Linked DNA regions of Mus musculus: all the other regions are linked to region 2. Evidence: chromatin contacts called from public HiChIP or PLAC-seq and promoter capture Hi-C data. All regions are on one chromosome and are shown on one strand. The core of a region is the stretch at or near the end of the contact, and the rest is flanking DNA. Distances in the headings are between cores, read along the strand shown.

Region 1 (3,995 bases), core at 112-2,611, 540 kb after region 2:
ACTAATTGGTACAACCCATGTATCCAGCAGGCCTTTTCTTCCTCTGTTTTTGGTTTTTGTTTTTTGTCTTTGTTTTTTTTGTTTTTTGTTTTTTTCTAGACAGGATTTCTCTGTGTAGACCAGGCTGGCCTTGAACTCAGAAATTCACCTGCCTCTGCCTCCTAAGTGCTGGGATTAAAGGCGTGGGCCACCGCGCCCAGCTCTTCCTCTGTTTTAGTGTCTTGGAAGAAGGTAAGTGGTCATAAACCCTCCTGCGTCAGCCTGTAGAAGCTTCAGCATACCTGCAAGGACAAGGCCCTGTGACCTGCGGACAGTATTAAGGAAATATTTCCTACAAGTACCTACACTTGTGATTTCCTGGCTCATTTTGCATCGAAGGCTAAAAGAAAAGGCCATTTTATGATTCCACTTGGGAGAGGGAAGCCCTGTGCAGAAAGGGGTCTGTTGGGACATTTAATCAAGGTGCTGACTGTTCCGCTCTCAGGGCATGTTCTTCCTTCTCCTCGTCCTTCTTTCCATTGTTTTATTTCCCCTCTAGGTTTGTCTCACTCTAGAGCCATGGTTCTCCACCTTCCTGATGCTGAGACCCTTTAATACAGTTCCTCATGTGTGGGGACCCCAACCAGAACATTATTTTGTTGCTATTTCAACTGTAACTTTGCCACTGTTATTTATCATGCAATGCTAAGAAACATGTATAACTAGCCATTAGAAATATGCAAATTAGTCAGGTGGTGGTAGCACACACTCTGATCATAGTGCTCAGGAGGCAGAGGCAGGCAGATTTTTTGTGAGTTCAAGGCTACCCTGGTCTACCGAGTGAGTTCTGGGACAGCCAAGGCTTCATAGAGAAACCCTGTCTCAAGAAAACAACAACAAAGAATCATAGATATCTGATATGCACAATATCTCATCTTCAACGCCAAAGGGGATGAGACCCACAAATTGAGAACCACTGCCCTTACTCCACAGAAGTTACTGAACCCTGCTTTCAACTGTTGGGTCCAACCTTTTAGCTTAGATCCATTTCCCTTGTCTTCCCTGGTCCTCCTGTGCTCCAGCAGGAACGCTGCAGGATGGCCTCAGCATGGGGAGACAGCCCCTGCCTCCCTAAATGAGCCCTTGGTGAGGACGGGCCAACTGCTGGGCTCCAACTAAGCTTCCAGGCCCTGGGCCTGCCAAAGCCGTTACACTGAACCCTACTGACCTTTACCCACTTTAGATGACAAAGGAAGTAATTAAGTTTAGAAATGTGCCTGAAGTGGGTGGAGGAGGGGCAGCAGATTCTGCCAGCACTGTGCTAAACAAGCCACAAGACCAAATAAGGGTGTCTGAACCACTTCCATCTGTATGAGAGTTCAGAGTGCAGTGTGCAAAAGTAGGACTTGGTTCTCAGGGAGCTAAGTCGTTACCTAACCCTGCTGGAGCTCTGCTGGAGCTCTGCAGCAGCACCGGTCCTGGTCGCTTCTGCAGAGGCTGTGTCTGAGAGAAGACAAAGCAAACCTCCTCTTGCTAGTGGAGCCCAGGGGCCTCCCTTCTCAGACGTACTGACTGGAGGAGTCTCCTGCACCACAGATTCTCCAGAGTGTTTGCATGGCACTGCTGAGGGACTGTAAAAGTACCAGTAAGGACGAGTCACTAGAATGTGTGAAGGTCAGAGTTTGAGGATATTTCACTATTAGAAAAGCAAGCGTCACAGGCTGAGGCGAGCTTGTTTACTGAACACAGCAGTCCCGGGTGGAGCCGGGAGCTGGGAGCATTTTCCTGTAGCACTAACACTGTTTGCTAAGTCCACCCTCTTCCCGCTCTCAAGGGCTTGTCAAACACAAGGCCTGGCCACAGTCTTCCTCTGCTCCCCTGGATGGTGGCCATCCTCCTCCTCCTCCTCCTCCTCTTCCTCCTCCTCCTCCTCCTCCTCCTCCTCCACCTCCACCTCCTTGTCCTCCTCAGAGGCCTGCGACACTCTCAGCTCCACCAGCTGCCGGTGCGCTTCAGCAACCACTGCCAGCTAGCTGCTCATGCCGCCAGCTCATCATACTGCCTCCTTGGCTTGGAATCCCTGACCTCTTGGCTCTCCTTTCCCTGGGAAATTCCTTCATCCTGCAAGATCCCAAACCTCAGCTCCACTCAGCCCTAAGCATAAAGAGTGACCTATATCCATGTTTGGCTATTGCCTTGGGTATGATACAGAAGTGTGTACTTGGTCCATGTTAGCTAAGTGAACACTGAATTTGTTCTGAGTCTTGCCCTGATGTTTTGGGGTCCCGGGCACCCTTATCTCCAGATACTCACTGTTGTCTGACAAGCCCATGGCTCAGGCTCAGTCTACCACCTGCTTTCTAGCTCAGGGCTTCTATGACATCTCAGTCCTGGGGCACCCAAGTAAGCTCACCTTGAAGTCTGAAGAGCTAACAGGCTACAACCTGCCCTCTGTGTGGAGGTACTGTACATACAGCTTTTTAGACACCCATGGGATCTAATAAGCCATGTATCAAATCAATAAAACCACCCTCCTTCCCAGCTTCCCTCCCTCTATGGCTCACTATCCCTCCCTCTGTGCCTTCCACAGTCCTTGTCTCCAGGTGACAGTGAGGTGGCTTCAGTGTAGGCTCTGCTTTCTGGGAAGCTGAGACTTGGTTATCTCAAGGCTCCAATCTATTGGGAGCTTGTCATTTGGAGGCCCTCCCACTTTATTGCCTTGTTGTGAAAATTCAATTTCTTTTCATATTCCTATTCCTCTTTCACATGAGTTATTCTTTATGTGACAAGCAAAGGTTTAGGGGCTGGGGGCTCTTTCTGGTGTACACACTAACATTCCACGTCTTGGGTGGATCCTCACTTTCAAGTTCACAAGGATAGAGAAATCGCCCCCCTGGTGGTGAAGCTGTAGAACTGCTAGTCCTTTGGTAAGGGAGGTGAATGTAGGTTAGGTAATTCTTTTTTTTTTTCCCCTGAGACAGGGTTTCTCTGTGTAGCCCTGGCTCTCCTGGAACTCACTTTATAGACCAGGCTGGCCTCGAACTCAGAAATCCGCCTGCCTCTGCCTCCGGAGTGCTGGGATTAAAGGCATGCACCTCCGTCGCCCGGCATAGATTAGGTATTTCTACTTGCTCTACCGGCCTTTAAGCTTCTCCATTTCCTTATCGGAATTTTCTAGAAGTCTAGGGTCAGACTCACGGAAGCCATTTGAACTCTGCCTGTGCCCTTCTCCACAAGCATCTTGCTTTTATTTTGCATTTCTTGCATTCTTTCTGAGAATCCTAAAAATGCATTATATTTTGATATTTTGCATTCCTTCCTTGTAATTTTGCCTGTTTTCCTTAAATGATCTTTTCTCTTTTTTAACCCAGGCCGATCTCAAACTTGACTTCCTGCCTCAGTCTTCTGAGTCTGATTCAGCTTTTAACCCTCTTTAAGGTTTTTATGTTTTTCCTGGCATATATTAGTTTACATAGTAATGGGTTTCATTTTGACATTCTCAAAAATGTATACAATGTCCCTTCATGGTCATCAGCCCCCATAGCACTCCCTTGTGACCCCTCCCCTCCTACTGCTTCTCTCTCTCTTCCCAGCTGGCCCTCCTTATCCACGTCTTTCTTTTTTTCTTCTCCTTTTGTTTGTGTGTTTGACCCAGTGAGTTTACTTAGGGTTGTTTTCAGCAGCATGGGTGATGGGTTATTTATAGGAACACAGGCCCCTCGCCAGTGCTTGCACCACTGGAGAAAATGTCTCTCTCCCCATCAATCATTAACCCTCTATAGATCCTCAGGGGTGGGTAGGGCCTCCTAAATTCCTGATGATCTCAATCTTATTCAAGTTTTATGCTCATAATCACAACTGCTGAGAGTATAAGAATGCAAAGTCAGGCTGGGTGTGGTGGCCCTAGCCTTTAATCTCAGTACTCAGGAAGCAGAGTCAGGCCGATTGCTATAGTTCTTTCTATATAGAGTTCAAGGCCAGCAAAGACTACTTAGTGAGACCTCTAAAAAAAGAAA
Region 2 (3,613 bases), core at 182-2,681:
AGGTGACTTTTATGTTAATAAATACAGAACATGTTCTTTAGTCTCTGGACAAAGCGTTCACCCCCAGGGGAGGGAGAACCAGGCTGAGAGAAAGGACAACCCTGAACTCGGTCTTGACCTTGTTCAATTCCAGGGCCTCAGAGGTGTCCTAGAGATGTTGGGGAATGAGGGCTAAAGTGAGGGAGAGGTCTAAGCTGGAACATAAACGGTCCCTGCAGTGTATCCACAGAAGCGTGTGTGTGTGTGTGTGTGTGTGTGTGTGTGTGTGTGTGTGTAGATAATCAATGTCAAATGAGTCATGGAGTTATTTGAGGGGAACAAGGGAAACCTAGACAAGTTCTCAAACTTGAATCTATTTCAAAATTATGTCAAGAATTTATATGTAAAAGTACAAATTTCTGGATCCCACCTTTACAGAGGGTGTTTTTCTCTTTTGAATCTAGTAAAACTAAATAGTGCATGAGTGTAGCTCCCTGGTGGACCCTTATTTAGCACATATGGGGCTCTGGTTTTCATCCCCAGCACCACAAAAGATGACCCAAACCAAAACCTAATATTCTCTGTAGGGTGTAGATTCTTGTACTTTAAGCAAGCTCCCGTACAATGTTGAGGGCATTGGTCTGAAATCCTCACTTTAAGAACAATGGACTGAGAGCTTGTTTGGAGACTCTACCTCAGCTACTTGAATACCCTTGATCTAAGACGGGTCTTCCGATCCTCGTGGAAGGTCATCAAGTACATAGTTTGTACACCTGGACACACATGGAACAGTGAGGGAGGAAGGCCAGGCAATGGTGACACTTGCTTTTAATCCCAGCACTTGGGAGGCAGAGGCAGGAGGATCCCTGTGAGTTCGAGGCCAGCTTGGTCTGCAGAGAGAGTTCCAGGACAGCCAGGGCTACACTGAGAAACCCTGTATCGGTGGGTAGGGGGAAGAGGGAGGAGGAAGAGAGGAAAGGAGAGAAGGAGAGAGGAGAGTGGACAAGGAGAGAGAGAGGGAGGAATGGAGGGAGGGACGGAGGGAGGGAGGGAGAGAGAGAGAGAGAGAGAGAGAGAGAGAGAGAGAGAGAGAGAGAGACCGGGTGGTGGTGGGCCTTTAATCCCAGAACTCAGAAGGCAGAAGCAGGTGTATCTCTCTGAATTCCAGGCTAACCTGGTCTATAAAGTGAGTTCCAGGACAGGACAGACAGAACTACATGGAGAAACCCTATCTTGACCCCCCCCCCCCCCCCATAAAAAAACAATAGTCTAAAGTGCCGAGGGGGACCCTCTTTCTTCCCCAGTGAGATGCTCCATCAACGACTACCCATCAATGGAGGTTGAGTCGATGAGAACACAAGGAAAACTTCCGGAAAGAAACCGCTAGATGAGAACGGAGGGTCTGGACTACATCTCCCAGAAAGCCCCGCACTGGCGCGCGGGCGCCCCCTGGACGTGGCCATCGGGAAGGCGCCAGCGGGATCGCCAGGACCTTCCCCAGAGCATCCGTGAGCTAGGAAAGCCGCGGTAGCTGCGGGCTGCAGCGGCGCGGGAGTCCGGTGCGAGAGAACCACGGCAGGTGAGTTGGGGTACGGGATGCTCGGTCCTCTGTTTCTCAGCTGCCTTTTCTCAAGTCTGGCGAACAAGACGGGGTGCAGGAGTCCTGGCTCGGGGACGTGGGGTGCCCTTCTGGAAAGACGCGCTGCGGTCCTGGATACCCAGGCGGCGGGCAGCGCAGGGACCGCGCTGCAGGTGGGGACCGCAGGTGGCCGGCCCTCCCCTCCGGCCGCGGGTTTGGCGCAGCAGCCTGGCACGGGGACCAGGTGGCTCGGCCGGCTGTGGCCCTGGGGAGCCCCAGCCCCCGGGACAGGTGCGTGCGCTTCGGCGGGACTGGAGTGCCGCTGAGTGTTTGTCCACAAAGCCGCTGCATCCCTGTCCTGCCCAGGTGGTCGCCTAGAGCTTGGGCTGAGGGTTTCCAGGACGCCTAGGAGCGCGGGGAACTGTGCGGATGCTGGTGCGTGTCCCCGCGGTGCGCAGGCTAGCGTGAGCGCAACAGTGCCGATCTCTTTTCCTTAATGCCCTTGGAACAAAATTAGTTTTATGTGCTTAAAAAAAACAACAACAACCAAAAAACAAAAAAACAAGTTTGACTCTGAATATCTTAGTTTGATTTTGTGGGAGCTCCAATACGCCAGCGCGCAAGTTTATATAATAAGCAGTATACGCTTTGGGGGAAAAAAAAATCCCATTGAAGGTGCTCTTCCTTGCCCTCTATCGGATGAATTATGTCGAACTGGTTGACATGGGTATCCATTAGTAACTGCGGTGGCTGGAGGCGAGAGATAAAGTGTTTTTGAGTGAAGTCACGACCGAACCCTTTTGATCAGTTTTTGGTTTCATACGATTTGGTTATCCAGTTTCAAACACGATGTTATTTCAACGTTTAAGACGGAGTTGGAGGGTGGAGACCGAGGGTTGTCAATCCTAATACCTTAGTCTAAGGAAAATAGCTTTGCATGATTAACTCAAAGCCATCAAGTTTGCTTATTGATTATTTTGAGACAGGGTCTTGCTAACTATCTCTGACGAGCCACCACATTCGCAGTCCTTTAGTTTGTGTTCCAGATAGTGTCTCCCTAGGTAGTTCTGGCTGGCCTGGAAGTGCTATGTGGCCCAGGCTGGACCCTCCTCCTTCCATTGGGAATTTCAGGAGTGAGCCACCACACTTGGCCAAAGAAAGCAGTTTTAGAGCTAACTCCGCGGCCCCTTCTGAAGCCCGCATCAGTTTTAGTTTTTAAGCTGATTTGTGGATGTGCTGGGTAGATAATTTTATTGTTTGTTAAGAAGCACCGTGGGACATTTTTGTCGTGTTTGGTTTTAGGGAAATGTTCCCCTGTCTTTTCTGTAACTGGACTTTGTTGTGTTAAATGTATTTTTATTCATACCTGATTTCTTAGACGTTAAAAGTCAGGGAAGGCTGGGTTCCCACCCACCCACCCCCACTGCTTTTGTACAACATGCATTGATAGGACCATGTAGGTTTCCTTCTTGAAAATCCCCAGCACATTATTTTGCTGGATTTTCTCACTAAAATCCTGTAATGCTTGAAAATGAATTATTTTGGAGCTATGTATAGTGGCTCATGACTGTAATTCTAGCATTCCAGACTGAGGGAAGAGGATGAGTTTGGGGCCAGCCTGTGCTACATGGCAAGACTCTGTCTCAAACAAACAGTATCAACAAGACAACAACAACAGAAGACAAACAGGGAAAACCCAGTCCTGACCCCCAGAACAAAATCTCACCTAAAATGTGTGTTTGGCTTGTTTGATTGATCCAAACAGGAACCTTTTCTTTAGTGTTGGTAAGTGGCTTTGCTATGACGTTTCCCTCCTCCCTGTCATTAGGCTCGTGCTGTTCAGAGTGATCCTGCTGGGAACTTCCTATCGTTTTCTGTGCTTTGGAAGAATGATCTGTTCCTTGAAGTGTGGCAGAAGTTGCCTACAGGCTGCCCAGGCTGCTGCTGCCTACAGGCTGCCCAGGCTGCTGCTGCCTACAGGCTGCCCAGGCTGCTGCTGCCTACAGGCTGCCCAGGCTGCTGCTGCCTACAGGCTGCCCAGGCTGCTGCTGGCAT
Region 3 (4,229 bases), core at 263-2,762, 590 kb after region 2:
AGGTACTATATAGACATACATACAAGGAAAACACTCAGATATAAAATACTTTTTAAAAAAATCTGTTTACATCATGCTGGGCACGATGGTCCGTGTCTTTAATTCCAACACTCGGAAGACAGAACCAAGAGAATCTCTTGTGAGCTCTTGATTTACATAGTCATCCCAGGCCAACCAGGGCTACAGAGTGATGGCCAGTCTCCAAGGGGTGGGGCTAGGGGTGAACACAGCACAAGCAACAAAAACTATGCTACGGAAAAAAAAATCTATCTTGTCCAGATGCCATTCTTTTGAAATATTATTACTGGGTTGAAGTCACCAAACGATCTACTTTGAAAACAAAACAAACTAGGAAGCAATAACCCGTCTGGCAATTGCTGGAACTTACCCCAATGAAGTCATCGCATCAATCATAAGATCAGCACTCTGGCTGAGTCTGTGCCTCAAAATGTCTGACTCAGACATACTCTGCTTGTTGAAACAAGGTCCGACTCATGCTTCCTAATAAAAATAAAATACTATGCAAAGGAGACATTTTCTGAATTTCAATTCACTTCAAATAAAATTCTACCTGCTCTTTATTCTAGAAAGCAGACTTTGGGCTGGGGAATCAAACTGGAGCTTTTGGTTCATGCTAGGCAAACCAGCTATGTTCCTAACGTTTCCTTCAGTAATATGGTAATAACTCGTAAACCTTTACAGAGTGAAGTTTAATCTGTTAGCGTAGCTAGACTTCTTACTGTACGGAAGCCGGTAGCCTATGCAAACAAAACTGTTTACATGGCCATCCTCGTGACTCCGCATGACAAAGCAATCCGAGCAGTTCTGCTCCTTCCTTGTTGATCTCGATGAGGGAAAAGCAACCACACCCAAAACCTCAGAACCTAGTCCTGAGGTTGAGGTTCTAGGATTAACGGGCCCCTTCCCTTCCTTTGCACAATAGACATCCCAATGGGAGAGGTGGGTGAACCCCGGGTACTGAGTCTAATAGGCATTTCTCCTCTTTCCTTCCTTTGTTTGTAGATTGCTGGGGAGGGAGAGAATCTGTAAGTCCGGCCGGGCTCTGGGCTGGGTCTCTGGCTAAATCCTCAGCTTCCAGCCCGGCAGCCACCCCACTCCCACCCACATCTGGGCCCGTGGGCGGCTAAGCCACAAGACAAAACAACTAAAAACACTGGCTACGGAAGCATCAATGCTCATACTGGAGGGGGCCTGGGCGAAGCTAGAGTCCAGCCAGGGGGAGCAGGGTGAGGTCGCAATTCACCCTGTGGCGTAAAGCCGCCGAGCGATGGGTGCGAGAGAACCACGGGGAACTCGGGACGCGGGGTTCCGGACGCGGGAAGAGAAGACGCCCCTCCCCCACCTCAAGCAGGAAACATCAGTATTTCGCTAAGGCGAGCGCCCGCACATGCGCACTCGGTTACTTAGCAACGTCGACGTTAAACTGCCCGAGAACCGAGCCCAGCAACAATCGAGCGGCCCGCGACCTCCACCAATCAGCGTCGGCCTCATCTTTGACTCCTCACCAATCAGCGCTGGCGCCGCAAGGAGGTTTCCAGAGCTTTCGAGGGAGGGCCCTTTAACTTGGATTCATCCGCGTGATGATTTTTTCAATTTTTTGCACGAGAGGAGACGAGACGCCGGGAATACAGTGTCTCTCGTTTGGTAGTACTCTTTTCTTTGGTTCTGAAGAATCGGGAGCTCGGCAAAAACGCCTAATTGGTCTGGGGGAGGTGGGGGCCCGCGGAACTACTTTCGGTGGCGCAGGAAGACAACAGCTACGTAGGAGTGAGCAGTCACGCAACAGACGCTGCATAAATAGCGGCTCGCGCGGCCACTGAGCTCAGTGACGAGAGGCTTTGTCCGGTTCGGCGGTCTTTCTGTGAGGGTGTTTCGACGCGCTGGGCGGTTTGTGCTTTCATCACATTTGTTAACAGGTATTTGTCTACGGCGTTTGAATCATGGGAGGATTTAGAGAGGGGGCTTACGTGGTGCTAAGCGGGCCTTTTTTTTCTTGGGGTGGGGGAGGGGAGCGAGGTGACGTGACGCGGCAACGGGCCTTCCGGGAAGAGTGGGCCTTGGTCGCGTGCGCGGAGCGGGGGCGGCCCTGGCGCGCGCGCCAGGGAGCTTAACGGACGCTTAACCGATGGAGAGTCCATCGTGGTTATTTCAGTGGGGGGAGGCAGAAAAGAGGTACTTCTCACTCGGGCATTGTTTATTACTTGAATTTTTATCGATGGCTTCTGGTCTGGATATTTTTTATTTTCAATTTATCATGTCTATTGTTAGCGAACTTGGATGCCCCGCAGTTGATGAATGTTCCAAATGCCAGTTTAGTGTTTTGGAAAGGTTTAGCAGTTTGAAACCATGACAAAACAGGTTTTATGTTATGACAAAAAGGGGAGGAGTTTTGAGTAGAAGTATTTTGTAGGGAATCGAAGATTTTAGTAGGCTTTTAAATTTTTACCTTTTAAATTCAAGGTCAAAATGCAGATCTTCGTGAAGACCCTGACCGGCAAGACCATCACCCTAGAGGTGGAGCCCAGTGACACCATCGAGAACGTGAAGGCCAAGATCCAGGATAAAGAGGGCATCCCCCCTGACCAGCAGAGGCTGATCTTTGCCGGCAAGCAGCTGGAAGATGGCCGCACCCTCTCTGATTACAACATCCAGAAGGAGTCAACCCTGCACCTGGTCCTTCGCCTGAGAGGTGGCATGCAGATCTTCGTGAAGACCCTGACCGGCAAGACCATCACCCTGGAGGTGGAGCCCAGTGACACCATCGAGAACGTGAAGGCCAAGATCCAGGATAAAGAGGGCATCCCCCCTGACCAGCAGAGGCTGATCTTTGCCGGCAAGCAGCTGGAAGATGGCCGCACCCTCTCTGATTACAACATCCAGAAAGAGTCAACCCTGCACCTGGTCCTCCGTCTGAGGGGTGGCATGCAGATCTTCGTGAAGACCCTGACTGGCAAGACCATCACCCTGGAGGTGGAGCCCAGTGACACCATCGAGAACGTGAAGGCCAAGATCCAGGATAAAGAGGGCATCCCCCCTGACCAGCAGAGGCTGATCTTTGCCGGCAAGCAGCTGGAAGATGGCCGCACCCTCTCTGATTACAACATCCAGAAGGAGTCAACCCTGCACCTGGTCCTTCGCCTGAGAGGTGGCATGCAGATCTTCGTGAAGACCCTGACCGGCAAGACCATCACCTTGGAGGTGGAGCCCAGTGACACCATCGAGAATGTGAAGGCCAAGATCCAGGATAAAGAGGGCATCCCCCCTGACCAGCAGAGGCTGATCTTTGCCGGCAAGCAGCTAGAAGATGGCCGCACTCTCTCTGATTACAACATCCAGAAAGAGTCGACCCTGCACCTGGTCCTCCGTCTGAGGGGTGGCTATTAATTATTCGGTCTGCATTCCCAGTGGGCAGTGATGGCATTACTCTGCACTCTAGCCACTTGCCCCAATTTAAGTTTAGAAATTACAAGTTTCAATAATAGCTGAACCTCTGTTAAAAAATGTTAATAAAGGTTTTGTTGCATGGTAAGCATATATGGTGTCACTTGTGAAATTCTGTGGTGGCTTGGGTGGTGGGGGCTCTTAACTGATTATTTTGGGCATGATTTAACTAAAGATTGGTCTTGACTAAAATATGCATCATTTACAGCTTATACTTGTATGACATCGCAATTTTGTTTAGTTAATGGCAAAGCCTTAATGTCAGTTTGCCACAGAAGGGGTGGGGCTTGCCATACAGCCTTTGTAACTTTGCTTATTTAAGTACTTTTTTAAATTGGTGGTTTGGGGGGTCTCTAGGTCACACTGATTTGCATATGATTGCTTGGGTAAGATACCAGCAGGTTGGATTTCTTAATGCTGGTTGTGATAATTCTTTAGGAAGAAAACCACCTACTTGGAGAAATGGTAAGTAATAGAAAAGAAAATTAAAAGCTATTACAGTGAACACCTGTCATTGGAAGGTTTGTGTCCCTTCAATCCCCAAAATTTTCAGCAGTATGGACCCTATGTGCCTCTGGTCTACAACTGAGACACATGATTTCCCAGCTTTAGCTATCATTTTGAAATGTGATTTAAAAGACATAGAGGTTCGCCAAGAACTGGAACTTGCCAGATTATTCAGTTGTAGTTAATGTCCTAAGGTTTTTTGGTTTTTTCGAGTTTCAGGGTTTCTCTGTGTAGCTCTGGCTGTCCTGGAACTCACTTTG
Region 4 (4,130 bases), core at 995-3,494, 780 kb after region 2:
CATTCACAATCTTCTGGGCTCCTCCAGAAGGCCTGGGTCACTTCTCTGGCTCCAATCTCTGCAGAACACACAGCTTGTCCTTTAGGCTCCAGCTGGATTCATACCACTGCTGCTGATGTCCTTAGTGATCACTCCACGGTACTGGATTTCCAAAATGCTGGGGTCTCTTGATGAAACTGGACTGTATTTTCACCAATACCTTCTGTGCTGGCTAGTCTTATATTAACTTGACACACAAACTAGATTTATCTCAAAGGAGGGAACCTCTATTGAGAAAATGCCTTTATAAGATCGTATAGGGCAATTTCTTAATTGGTGATTGATGGTGGAGGGCCCAGTTCATTGTAAGTGATCCATCCCTGGGCTGGTCATCTTGGGTTCTAGAGAAAAAAAGTAGGCTGAAAAAGCCATGAGAAGCAAGCCAGTAAGCAGCACCTCTCAAGGCCTCTGCATCAGCTCCTGACTCCGGGTTGCTGCTCTGTTTGAATTCATGTCCTGACTTCCTTTTATCATGAACAGCAACATGGAAGTGTGTAAGCCAAATAAACTCTTTCCTCCACAACTACTTTTTGGTTGTGGTGTTTCATCTCAGCAATAGAAATCTTAGTAAGACAACCTCTTCTGGGACTTCTTCAGGGATCCCAGCCCTGCCACACAGTGCTAAGCCTCAGATGCTCGCTGTGACTCTTTTATGCCATCAAAACCAGTACCATCTGAGTGACTCTTACTCACTAAGCTTGGCAGCCAGAATGAGGTATAATCTTGTCTCCCTCTGAAATATAGCTTCTTGGGCAATTTCTTATTCACCTCAGTGACACTGGTTTCTTTTTAGTCACAGCTGACTATTCAGTTCCAGATGACCAGACACCAAAGATTCTTCACACAAAAGGCCAAGTTTGCGTTTCTCTCCTGCTCTTAACATCCTTCTCTTCCTAGCTCCTACAGAATAGCTCACTGAGCTTCCAACACTCAACGACTTTTCTAGCCTAAAGTTCTAATGTCCTTCTACGATCTTCCCATAACAACATGGCCAGGACTGTGACAGCAATACCCTACTTCTGGTTCCAATTTTTGTCCCAGTTAGGGTTACTACTGCTGTGATGAAACACCTTGACTAAAAATCAATCTGGGGAGGAAAGGGTTTATTTAGCTCGTGCTTCCACATCACTGTTCATCATCAAAGGAAGTCAGGGCAGGAACTCAAACAGGGCAGGAACCTGGAGGCAGGAAGTAGCTCTCAGTCTTATAGAGGCATTTCCTCTATAAGATGACCATAGCTGTGTCAAGGTGACATAAAACTATCCAGCACAAGAATGGCCCATCAGCTCAAGCATTTTTGGTGTTCTCTGCTACCCCTCATACACACAGAAGCAGACTCCTCAGAGTGCAGGATAAACACACAGAATTTACCCTGGTCTTCTTTTCCTCTATCCTTGAATTTAGAATACATTCATCCTAGACACACACACACACGATGTGTGTTTATTGATGGTGGTGTTAGAAGCAATAATTTAAGGAACCATGAGCAGAATGGTTAATTTCTAACTTGTTGAAAACTTATCACCTTGCAGAAAGAAATGTTTCAATATCCAAGTCACTAATATTCCGGATGTTCTCAGCAACAGAGCAAATTTGTGATTACTGGGACAAACTGGAGGTTTCCAAACAATCTCATAGGGGCGGGGCCAAGGCGATCTATTTATCTGCCTTGCATAGTTTGCTCTATTCCCGGAGCAGAGAAGACAAGCCTGTTAGGCTGTGATTGGAGGCCGTCTCAGGAGCTTCCTCAAGTGTAAACCGAAAGCACTATCCACCTCTCTCAAAGCCAACCTCACAAGTATCCTGACACGGAGAAGAACCCACACGTACTTGTTTGGGGCTCCAACTCCCAGCCTAGCTCATCCATAGTCATGCATGCCCTGAGGAGATGCGCCCGCCTTGCCTCCAGCCGCCTCCCCTTCCCAGCCTGCCCCGGGCCGGCCTCCCCGTGGACATTCGCGCTCGGACATCAGTACCTGTCACTCGGGCCCCGTCGGCGCAGCCCGGGCAACAATGGCGGCGGCGTGGCGGGAGCCTCCGTGGCAGGCTCGACTCAGAGCTGCATCAGGGGCTCAGCTTCACCGCTTCTCTCCCTGGGAGGAGCCGGGAGCCGTCAGTACACGCTCATTCCAGCCGGGTCCCCAGAGGCCCCGGCCGGAACCCCTAGCTCCCGGGCTTCGCAGCGACCTCGCCTCGGCGCCACTGCGCATGTGCTAGTGGAGAACGCTGCTCGTCCGTAGAGCCAATGGGAAGCCGAACCCGAGCCTTCCCATCCCGAGCCCCAGGCCCTGGACCTGTCTCTATGGCAACCTCCTCCACCCATCACCGTGACTTGCCTGTTAGCTACAAGGTTTCGACCGGAACTTTAAAGTTTACCTGGGCAGAGACAGGCCTGGCAGATGACTTGGATGTCAGGGCTGCAATAGCAGTACCTGGGAAACCATTTGGAGAGTAAAGCCGGATTCTTACAACGCAGAAATAGACAGGCATCAAGTATGTGGCTTGTAGGGAGGAAACCCCACAGTGCTCTTTCTAGATGGACTGTAGTGCATAATTCCTAATGGCTCTGATTGTCACCTCTAGAATCCGACACTGAGACCTCCAGATTCAACTAACAGACAAATTCTCTGTCTTCAGCATTTCTCTTAGCTCCTTCTGTTCTGTGGATTCTTTGGTTTGTTTTTTGATGGCATCCTGAACTTCTTGGACATCATAATACTCATTTTAAAAAGTCCTTCTTGAATTTAGGTACAGTAGTCAACCTCGTCTCCCATCCTTGATAGTCTTTCTTCTGCCTGGCTGAGTCCATTGGTGATGTTTCTATTGTTTTTCTGTTCCACTCACTGAGTTTTTTAATTTTTTTAGCATTTCTGTGTGGGCTCCCTCCCTCCTCAAAATACTGATTTCTTTCCCTGCTTATGTTCACAAAACAAACAAACAAACAAAAAAACAAAACAAAAAAACCAGGTTAGATTCACTGGGCCACCAAAACCAAACACAAAAGTAGGAGAGAGGTGGATCTCTGTGAAGTTTGAGGCCAGCCTAGTCTACACAACCATTCAAGGCTAGCATGGGCTACATAATGAGAGGAGGAAAAGGATGAAGAAATGGATTAGTGGTTATGAGTGCTTATGATTCATACAAAGACTCTGGTTTCAGTTCCCAGCACCCACGTGATGACTCAAAGTCTGTAACTCCAGTTCCAGCGGCTCTGATGCCACTTTTGACTTCCACAGTCTCCTGTGATACGCATACACAACACACACACACACACAATTAAGTAAATTCTAAGAAAAATAAATAACATTATTATGTACAGCTTTGAAAATAAGTGTGAAATACCAACCAGTCAGTAGTAGGAGAAAAGAAGTCAAGATCAGGGCAGTAATTAATGTTGATGGACATTAAGCTGACTCATGTTCCTTGTGCTTGTGAAAGGAGTAACAACAAACACAGATGTACAAGCACATGCACAGTAAAGTGCAGATGCCTTTAGGTGTGTGCCTAGGAGTGGTATAGTCAGGTCATATGGAAGATTTATTTTTTTATTTTTGAGACAGGGTTTCTCTGTGTAGCCCTGGCTGTCTTGGAACTCACTCTGTAAACCAGGCTGGCCTCGAACTCAGTAATCCACCTGCCTTATTTTTTATTTTTATTTTTATTTGATAAGCCTCTGCATTGATTTCCATAGTGCCTGAAGCACATTACATGCTCACCAACCATGGATAAGGTAGCCTCTTTCTCTGCAACCTTAAAAGCATTTGTTGACGTTTGTTTTCTTCCAATAGCTATTCTGACTGGAGTGAGATAGAATCTCAAAGTAGTGTTTTTCTGATGGCTAAGGAAGTCAAACACATTAAAAAGTGTTATTGGTCATTTTTATGTCTTCTATTGAGAATCGAGTTCATTGGCCCATTTACTGCCTGGTGTTTAATTTCTGCACAGTTCTGTATATAGTCCAGACTAGTGGTTCTCAACCTGAGTTGTGACCCTTTGGAGGTTGAATGACCCTTTCACAAAAGGTTGCCTAAGACCATTGGAAAACACAGATATTTACATTATGATTCATAACAGCAGCAAAATTACAGTTA
Region 5 (3,720 bases), core at 209-2,708, 620 kb after region 2:
GAAATTTTAAGCATAGATTTAAACATTTATGAAGTTGATTGCTTAAATGCATATACGTGGCTTGGTTCCTGCTGCAAGGAGTCACCTCTTGGGGCCTCGCCCAGCTAAACAGAAGTGCTGGCATTACTCTGCACTTGCAGTCCTAAGCACATTTGAGCAACAGTGGATGGCTAAGTATGTTATTATAGGGGGCAGGCAGCACAGTACAAATCAGCCTCTGCCAGGGGCAAGGCAGGTGTCTTAGGAGTACGTTTCTAGGGCCCCTCCCCCCAGTTTAGGGTCTAGCTGGTCTAGCTCTACTGAGAGGAAGTGATGTTTAAACAGAAAATAGAGCAGGAAGCTGTGGTAGAGGCTGGCCTGGCATGCCCATGTTCAAGCACTATAAAACCAACAAAGAAACACAAACACAAGCAGAAGATGCTTAGAACTAAGGTATGTGGCCATGATGGCGATGCTACTGTGTGTGTGCGTATATGTGTGTGTGTGTGTGTGTGTGTGTTGCTTGTTGCTCCTAGCAGGTGAGACAGCTTGTACTACAGAGAAAACAGGACATATTTGGGAAGAGTGGAGGGCCATGCCAGCTAGTATTTGCTGAGTTTTGCCTTACAGTGGACTCATCTGAAAGATGACCAACCATGGAGGCACAGTTATAACACCAGCACTGTAGAGAGAGAGGCAGGAGGATTGCCACAGTTGGTTTCATATCAAGTCCTTGCCGCAGGTAAAAGTGTAAACCAAACTAAAATCTAAATAGCTGCCGTGGCTAATGACTGCCATACTGGACGGTACAGGTCTGGAGTGTAGCATGGTGAAGGTGACATGACTGGGGCGGGCCTCTGGGCTGCATGAGGTTGTTGTATGAAGTTTGGGTTTTATTTTTAGTGCTATGAAAAAGTGGCTTGGAGGTGGGGGTGACATTAATTAATTAATTTTTGTTATTTAGTTTTTCTTTGATTACTGATACTGGGGGTCAAACACAGGGCCTTACATATGCCACTAAGTCTACCATTAAAGCTAAACGCTGGCCCCTGGTTTATATTTTTAGCAGACCACCTTAGTTGGTATAAGAATGGGGTGTGACGTATGAGTGTAGCAGCGGAGAAGCAGGGGGACCGGTTTGGTAGAACATTCTCACGGGAGAGAAATTAGTGCTTTGGACCAATCAAACAAAATTTGGGATGTGGAGCAAGGACAGAGGTCTTCCGGCGAAAAAGAGAGGGAGAGCTGGTCCTTGTTCTCCCTGGCAGTGCCGGGGCTGTACAATTTCAGCCATTCCTGTTGGCCACACGGTTGCCACCTGCTGGCTGTTTCTGGAAGTGCCCTTGTAAATGGATACTCGGGGGATCCCTGGGGTCAGGACGCTGAGCGAATCTTCCTTAGATGGAAATAATGGCTGGATGGGTTGGGCTGCATTCTCTGGGGCAAATGCTAGACTGAACCTCTTCTCTCTCTGGGGCTATCCCATTCTTCTCTCCCTTGGGTCGGACAGTGATGAACCAAATGGCCGGGGGAGGGCACACGGTGTTAAGAATCAGGAGGGGTGGGCGTCAGTGTTTTAGGGCATGAATCCCACACCTGTGCCAGCTTCCACCCAAGCCTAGGTCCCACCACCCCAGAACTTCCTCTGACTGCCCCAGGGGCTTCTCTGGCTACAGTTGTGGGTGGAAGTGCACCGATGGAGGAGCAGGGCGTGTCTCGCGAAAGCAGGGTGTGGCCAGTGGTCCTGATGATCAGCCCAGTGGCCAGTCACTGGTCCTTGACAGGTTGGCGTTAAGCCCGCACTATCCACTGTGTGCGACGAACAGGTGGAGGGTGGACGATACAGAGAAAGCTACGGCCAGCTACGGAGGCTTCCGCGGCACTTCCTCTCTCAATCCCCGCTGCTGGAGAGTCCCGCTAGGCTTGGTGATCCTGGCTTGTAGTCTGCTGCCGCTACGCCTTGACTTCAGCCTGAGGGGTAAGTCGATGGGCTATTTCAGGATGTCCTAGGGGTTGCGTCTGGAAGTATGACAGTGAATGATTGGATTGGTCTCCCGGCATCTCCATCTTGGAATAAGGGTCTGCGTGGGATCTGGCTCCCTGAACCTCCAGGCCTCTTTCTCTGCTGCCAGAATGGGGATCCCAGGAGGTAAGGTAGACAGCCTCTGGAAGACAGTTGTTGCTGCTGGGGGTTGGGAATGATGTCAGACGCAGCGTCTGCCAGGATTTGCTTGAGGGTGGAAGCTAGACTGCGCAAAAGGAGGATGCCCATGTCCTACTAAGGTGGGCAGAGAAGTGAAACCTCAGTCAGGCCCCCTGGCTATTGTGGAAAATGCCCCACCCAGTTCTCTGAGTGTACTGGGATCCTGTAACAAATTGAGAGTGGGCCGGGGCCACACTACCGCTTCCTCTCTTGGCCCTGTTTTTTTCTGTCCCTTATTTCTACCAACCTGTTCCCTGCCCCTTTTTCCTACCCCCACTGTCTTCTGACCGGCTCTGATTCTTTCCTTCCGGTTTCTGAACTCTGAGGAAGACAGAGGCTCCCCAGCTCTAACTAGGTCCCAGCCCCGGCCACGTGATGGAGGCTGTGGTTGCTGTTTCTGTTGAGGGTGAGGTTAGCTGTCAGCTAACCCCAGACCCAGTGTGCAGTTTGAGGTGGGAAGGCAGATAGCGCTTGCCAGCTCTAAAGCCCCTTCGGAGGTGGTGTCTTATACCCTCAGATATGAGTCAGACTGGAAACGAACGTAATTGGGTTCTGAGAACTGAAGAGGACCATCAGGACACGAAGCGAGGTGGCAACTCACTTCTCTTTTCTGAGTCGCGGTTGTTCTGGCAGCAAAAGGAAGGGTCTGATAGACCAGTAGTTCCCTGGATCGCTCCCTCTCTACATTAAGGGTTTCGTGGCCTGTGCTGGCCAAACAACTGAAGTTTTATCTGTCTGTACCATTGGGCACTGGGCTTGATATCAGGTAGAGAATGGGTGGGGTTGTGAACACAAGCATTCTCACCCCTAAATAGGATTTGAGTCTTCTTGAACATCAGAAATTCCCAAGGGGGATAAAGACAGTCCTGACTTCCTGTGAGATAATATCAAAGTGACAACTCTGTCAGGTCCCTGCTCCCAGCACATCTTCCTGACACTGCCTCTCTCCTTCACCGCTGATTTTCCCTCTTGGAAAGCTAACAGTTTCCCACTCTCCTTCCTACACATACACACCCCTTCTGTTGTTGTTGTTTTGTTTTGTTTTTGTTGTTTTTTTTGTTTTGTTTTTGTTTTTGTTTTTGTTTTTTGAGGCAGGGTCTCATTATGTAGCCTTGGTCCTGGAACTCACTATGTAGACCTGGCTGGCCTCTGCCTCCTGAACGCTGGGTTTAAAGGCGTGCACCACCAGGCATGGCTCTCTTTTATTTTTATTTTTATTTTTATTTTTTTGTGTATGTAGGTGTGGTTTTGGATGTGTGTAGACGCCAGAAGTAGATGTGGATTGTTTTCATTGTTCTCAGCTTTGTTTTTTTGAGCTAGGGTCTCACTGAACTCTGCTAGACTGGCTGGCCAGCAAGCCTCTTGTCTCTGCCTGCCTTTCTTCACTGAAATTAAAGATATACCTCATTCCGTGGCTTTTTATGTGGACACCCAGGATCCTCAGCTCCTCCAGGCTGTGTGGCAAGCCCTTTCTGATCCAGCTCTTTCCTCATCCCGCCTCCCTCTCCCTCTCCCACTCTCCCTCTCCCTCTCTCTCT
Region 6 (4,120 bases), core at 1,116-3,615, 690 kb after region 2:
TAAGATGGAAATAGTATCTTGGGGGAGAGCCACTCAGACTGCAGCACAAATCTGGCTAGACATTCCGCTGCTTGGTTTCAGGGTCCTAGAAAACACCCTTTTCATTTGTCACAGACACTGGGACATCCCTGAGCCCCACTGCCACACGCCTAAGGTCAATGACCGTTTCCTGGAAGGGCTCTCTGATCCCCACATTACAGGCAACGCAGGGCAGCTCTCCAGGTCCACAGCCCTCATCATCAGGCACAGGGCCAGGGAGCCCCAGAAAAGGGGGAAGTCTGATTAACCCTGCCTCTTCCCTTTAGCCCTCCGGGGCCTGTGGTTGGAGAGGTGCCAGAGAGAGAGCCAAAGACACACAAGCGGAAGACCCTAAAGGGAGAGGGCCAGGTCCCACAATGCGATGTGTAATTTTACTGGATACCCCTAACATCAGCCTCCTCCCTGAGACCCTCGGCTCCCTCCAGTGGGCTCCTAACTGGTGCTTGCCAATGTTGCCTTAATTTTCTCCCCTACCCCTCAATAAGGGCTTGTCAGTTTCTTCCTTGCTTTGGTGTTCTTCAGGGCTGGGGAAGCTGCATGTGATTGGTACAACCCTCTTACTGCCTATTGCACAGACAGCTAATGACGGTCTGGAAAATCCATTTTTGCATGTGAAAGTGACAGAATTACCATGGAGGCCATACAAGGTTGGCTTTTGATTTTCAAAAGACAGAGAAATACACACCACTAAAGTTACATGGTGTAAAATGCTATCTTTCTTTGATGATTCAACCCAGAGAAGGTATCTGAGGGTACAGCAGCCTCTAGAGAATCACTGTGGCTGTTGTCAGGAAAACTAGAGGCAAAGGTGGAAGGCTTACACCTCCCCAAGTCCTCAAGTCTCTACTTCTCTTTCTTTTGCAGTGCACACACCTTAGGAACAAACTCCAGAGAAACATTATAGGGTGTGAGGGAAGCCATGGTTCAGAATCCAGGGAGATGTGGATCCAATTAGATCCTGGAAGCTCCTCCCAGGAAGTTGTCCCTACAGCTTCTTCTATCAGTAATGGGAAAACCTCACAAAGGTCAGCTGAGGTTTCCCCTCCCCCATTTTCAGCACACTGTTTATCTACAGGGGTCCTCCAAGAATATAAGGTCTGCACAAAAATATAACGTCTGTGCGAGTCCGTGACACAAAGCCAGACCAAACCGATCTGATCACTGTTCCACCGAGCACCTATGCACCCTCCTGCCTCTGCCACTCAGCAAGACCCTATAGTACAGGCTACCACTTTCCCCGGAAGAAAATGAGAAAGGAAAACAAAAAAACGAGAGGTGGGTGAGGCACCAGCCCTTCAATAGAGGGGACTATTGAAGGGGACTATTGGTCAGATGTGTAGTATGCCCCTTAGTCAGTGAATCAGGACCAGGCTGAGAGAGTACAGTACAGTTCCTGCTGGCCAAGAAACCAAGCCTAGCTTCATTCTGACCAAGACTTCTGCCGGGGTCTCACTGCAAGGACCAGCCAAAGTTAGGGGAGATGAAACCACAAGACACAATATTGGTTGCAAACGATCTAGGGGCTGAAATCTTACTGGTCCTAGGGACATACCTCAGAAGCTGGCTTAAACAGATAACTGCGCATTCCCTGGGGACCCTTGCAAGAGGGTGATAGGTTGTGAGCAGAGAGGAAGAAAACTCTGGCCCAGACCAGGCATTCCTCTCTGTATCCTCTCTCATCAACTATCCCTGGGGACTTGTGGAGGAGAGGAGCAGGGACAATGGTCCAACAGGTCCCCTTTACCTACCTGGACAGGTCAGCCTTCCTCACCCTAGCCTGAGGCCCCAAATTCAGCAGGAAACACAGAGGCACCTGCTGACACACCGCTCCATCCCCGCGAAACGGGGACCCTGGGCGGTGCCTCCCGGCGCTCTCCTGTCACCCCCCTCGTAGGGGCGGGGCGCTCCGGGAGCCGCCGCGCCCCCCATGCCCCCTCCCCGCGCTCACCTGGCGCAGGTGCTGCAGCAGCGTCCCCGCCTCCTCCCGCCGGCCCTGGCGCACCATCCGCAGCAGCTCCTGGACCATGCCGACGCGCCGGTGATAGGGGGGTAGCCCACTGCCCGCGCGCCCCGCCTTGTCCCCGGCGCGCAGCAGCAGCGACGCCCAGAAGTCGGGTCGTTCGCGGCGGGGGCCGGGCGCCGCGCCGGGGCTGGCTCTCTCCGCCAGGCTGCCCTTGGTCTGCCGAGTGCCCATGCCGCCGCCCGCCTGGGGCTGCGCGCGCCGGGCTAAGGCCGCGTCCCCCGCCGGCTTCGCGCCTCCCCGGCCGCAACTTTGGGGGAACTGTTGCGCGCGGGAGGCGCGGGCGCGGGGCGGGGGCGGGGGCGGCTGCGGCCCGCACTCCCCTCGCTCCTCCCTCCTCGCTGCCCCGGCGCGCTCTCCCGGCGCTCGCCGCCAGCCCGTCCCGGCGCTCGCCGCCAGCCCGTCGGCCCCGCCCCGCCCCGCCGGCCGCCCCGCCCCCGCGCCGCCGCGTGTCTCCCTCCCTCTCCGGCGCCCGCTCCTTCCCGCCGCGCGGCTCTGGGCTAGGGGTGCCCGGCGCCCCCGCCCTGCTTTGTCCCTGGTGCAGCGCCCCCTGCCGGACACTGTGCTGCGCCTCTTGGGGCCCGCGGCTTCCTGGCAAAGGTCAGTGAGTTCCCCGATGCTTTCCTGACTGCGCGCCTAGGTGAGGCCCAGGGATTACGGTGGTGGGAGGAGGTCGGGGCGCCGAGCGAGGGAGAGAAACTTCGGAACTTGGAGGTCCTGTTCGCCGCAGAGTCTAGATTCTCAAGAGTGGGCTCTGCAGAGAATCAGTATCTCAGATTGTCCGAGGTGCTGGTTTAAAGCGTAGTATCTCAGGCCTGGCTCAATGCCCACTGAGCAAGCCTCTTCTCCGGGCCTGGAAATGTGCATTTAGCTAGCATCTTGGGTGGTTCCGATGCTCGTTTCTTGGAGCCCCAGTGGCTTTCAGGTAGGTGATGGTAGTTGGTGCACGGACACAGATCTGGATACTCTAGTTTTGTGAACTCTGCATTCTTTTCTCCCTCCGACACTGCTGAGAGGAGACCTTTAAGTCTTCCTGCTACTACTTCAAAGCGGAAATGTGGCTTCTGGTTAGACATTCCTTGTTGCCTTCTTCTCGGGTTTCTTCTACCAACCCCCTGGGAACCCATGGTGCTTGGATAAGGTATTTTGGAGGCCCATGTGCCCTGTTCTTAGCTGTAGGAGGGGCAGCAGTTTTATTTGTATTTATTTATTTATTTTTTCTTTCTTAAGGTCGCTAGTATTGCTCTAGGCCAGAGGGCTGGAGTCCACCACCTGCTGCTGATACGTATCAGAAAAGCCTTGGGCTTCCAGATCCCTGGCTCCTTCTGGAAGGTTAGGATAGTAACACAGTAACATTTATGTCAAGAGTTGGAAGGTGAAGACTGTGTGTGTGTATTTCTGTGTCTGTTTACCCTGGTGCTTTTTTGTTTAACAAAGTTTCTCCCTGGCGTGGAACTCCCCAAGCAGGCTAGTTTGCCTGGCCAATGAACTCCACAAATCCACCTATTTTCCACCTTACTAATTTAGGATTGTTAGGTGAGTACGACCACACGACTTTTTCTTTTCTTTTTTAAAGATTTATTTATTATATGTAAGTACACTGTAGCTGTCTTCAGACACACCAAAAGAGGGCATCAGATCTCATTACGGATGGTTGTGAGCCACCATGTGGTTGCCGGGATTTGAACTCAGGACCTTCAGAAGAGCAGTCAATGCTCCTCCCCACTGAGCCAGCTCACCAGTCCTTTTTTTTTTTTTTTTTTTAAGGTAGATCACATTATGTATCCCTGGCTAATCTGGAACCTTTTACATAGACTAGGCTGGCCTCGAGTTTACAGATTTACCTGACTCTGACTCCTGAGTGCTGGGGTTATAGGGGCGTGTGACAATTTTTCTTTAAAAATTAAAAAAAATTATAAATTAAAATCTTTAAATTAATTTAGAGCTTAATTCTTTTTAAAAATGAGTCATGGATACCAAACTCAGTCCTGCTTGCAAGGCAAGCATTTTTACCCACTGAGCTGTCTCTTAGACCGGTGAATACTTTTTGGAAAAAAAAAA

The links. Promoter capture Hi-C pulls out the DNA fragments that hold promoters and counts their contacts. HiChIP or PLAC-seq counts read pairs in DNA pulled down with a chosen protein or histone mark.
Region 1: a contact with region 2 is called in an HNF4G HiChIP or PLAC-seq map of pancreatic cancer cells. The contact joins the enhancer-like site here to the promoter of Specc1 in region 2. A contact is called at or near these places in 2 of 39 promoter capture datasets (cranial neural crest and pre-B cells), 1 of 484 Hi-C or Micro-C datasets (cerebellum) and 3 of 115 datasets of contacts at active chromatin or transcription factors (embryonic forebrain, microglia and pancreatic cancer cells).
Region 3: a contact with region 2 is called in a promoter capture Hi-C map of erythroid cells, with 11 times the contacts expected there. The contact joins the promoter of Ubb here to the promoter of Specc1 in region 2. A contact is called at or near these places in 2 of 39 promoter capture datasets (embryonic stem cells and erythroid cells) and 9 of 115 datasets of contacts at active chromatin or transcription factors (astrocytes, differentiating embryonic stem cells, extraembryonic endoderm stem cells and 6 more).
Region 4: a promoter capture Hi-C map of embryonic stem cells shows a contact between it and region 2, with 2.8 times the contacts expected there. The contact joins the promoter of Zfp287 here to the promoter of Specc1 in region 2. A contact is called at or near these places in 2 of 39 promoter capture datasets (embryonic stem cells and pre-B cells) and 1 of 9 other capture datasets (embryonic stem cells).
Region 5: a promoter capture Hi-C map of embryonic stem cells shows a contact between it and region 2, with 3 times the contacts expected there. The contact joins the promoter of Trpv2 here to the promoter of Specc1 in region 2. A contact is called at or near these places in 5 of 39 promoter capture datasets (cranial neural crest, embryonic stem cells, hematopoietic stem and progenitor cells and 1 more), 1 of 15 datasets of contacts at CTCF or cohesin (large pre-B cells), 8 of 484 Hi-C or Micro-C datasets (the HL-1 cell line, cerebellum, cerebral cortex and 3 more), 8 of 115 datasets of contacts at active chromatin or transcription factors (SST interneurons, bone marrow-derived macrophages, embryonic basal ganglia and 5 more) and 2 of 9 other capture datasets (adipose tissue and liver).
Region 6: a promoter capture Hi-C map of embryonic stem cells shows a contact between it and region 2, with 4 times the contacts expected there. The contact joins the promoter of Lrrc75a here to the promoter of Specc1 in region 2. A contact is called at or near these places in 4 of 39 promoter capture datasets (cranial neural crest, embryonic stem cells, hippocampal neurons and 1 more), 1 of 484 Hi-C or Micro-C datasets (embryonic stem cells) and 1 of 9 other capture datasets (embryonic stem cells).

Annotation. Positions count from the first base shown.
Region 1 is chr11:62,493,655-62,497,649 of GRCm38.p6, forward strand. The region is part of intron 2 of Pigl (phosphatidylinositol glycan anchor biosynthesis, class L); the gene reads left to right. Among named protein-coding and RNA genes, the nearest start is that of Pigl, 37 kb to the left of the region's middle. Within about 2 kb of position 1,362, at least 274 of the 459 cell types and tissues checked have an H3K27ac peak or open chromatin away from gene starts, as enhancers often do. A contact at or near this core is called in pancreatic cancer cells and pre-B cells, where this site is marked.
Region 2 is chr11:61,955,332-61,958,944 of GRCm38.p6, forward strand. It overlaps Specc1 (sperm antigen with calponin homology and coiled-coil domains 1), which reads left to right and starts at 1,432. Exons shown (of 15, transcript NM_001281818.1): 1 at 1,432-1,558.
Region 3 is chr11:62,549,659-62,553,887 of GRCm38.p6, forward strand. It overlaps Ubb (ubiquitin B), which reads left to right and starts at 1,513. Exons shown (of 2, transcript NM_011664.4): 1 at 1,513-1,937; 2 at 2,482-3,555. The coding sequence starts at 2,488. The coding sequence ends at 3,405.
Region 4 is chr11:62,729,652-62,733,781 of GRCm38.p6, forward strand. It overlaps Zfp287 (zinc finger protein 287), which reads right to left and starts at 2,245. Exons shown (of 6, transcript NM_133208.3): 1 at 2,016-2,245.
Region 5 is chr11:62,574,169-62,577,888 of GRCm38.p6, forward strand. Trpv2 (transient receptor potential cation channel, subfamily V, member 2) reads left to right here and starts at 1,459. Exons shown (of 15, transcript NM_001382489.1): 1 at 1,459-1,957.
Region 6 is chr11:62,646,158-62,650,277 of GRCm38.p6, forward strand. It overlaps Lrrc75a (leucine rich repeat containing 75A), which reads right to left and starts at 2,366. Exons shown (of 4, transcript NM_198861.1): 1 at 1,988-2,366. The coding sequence starts at 2,233. Mmgt2 (membrane magnesium transporter 2) reads left to right here and starts at 2,507. Exons shown (of 2, transcript NM_175002.2): 1 at 2,507-2,699.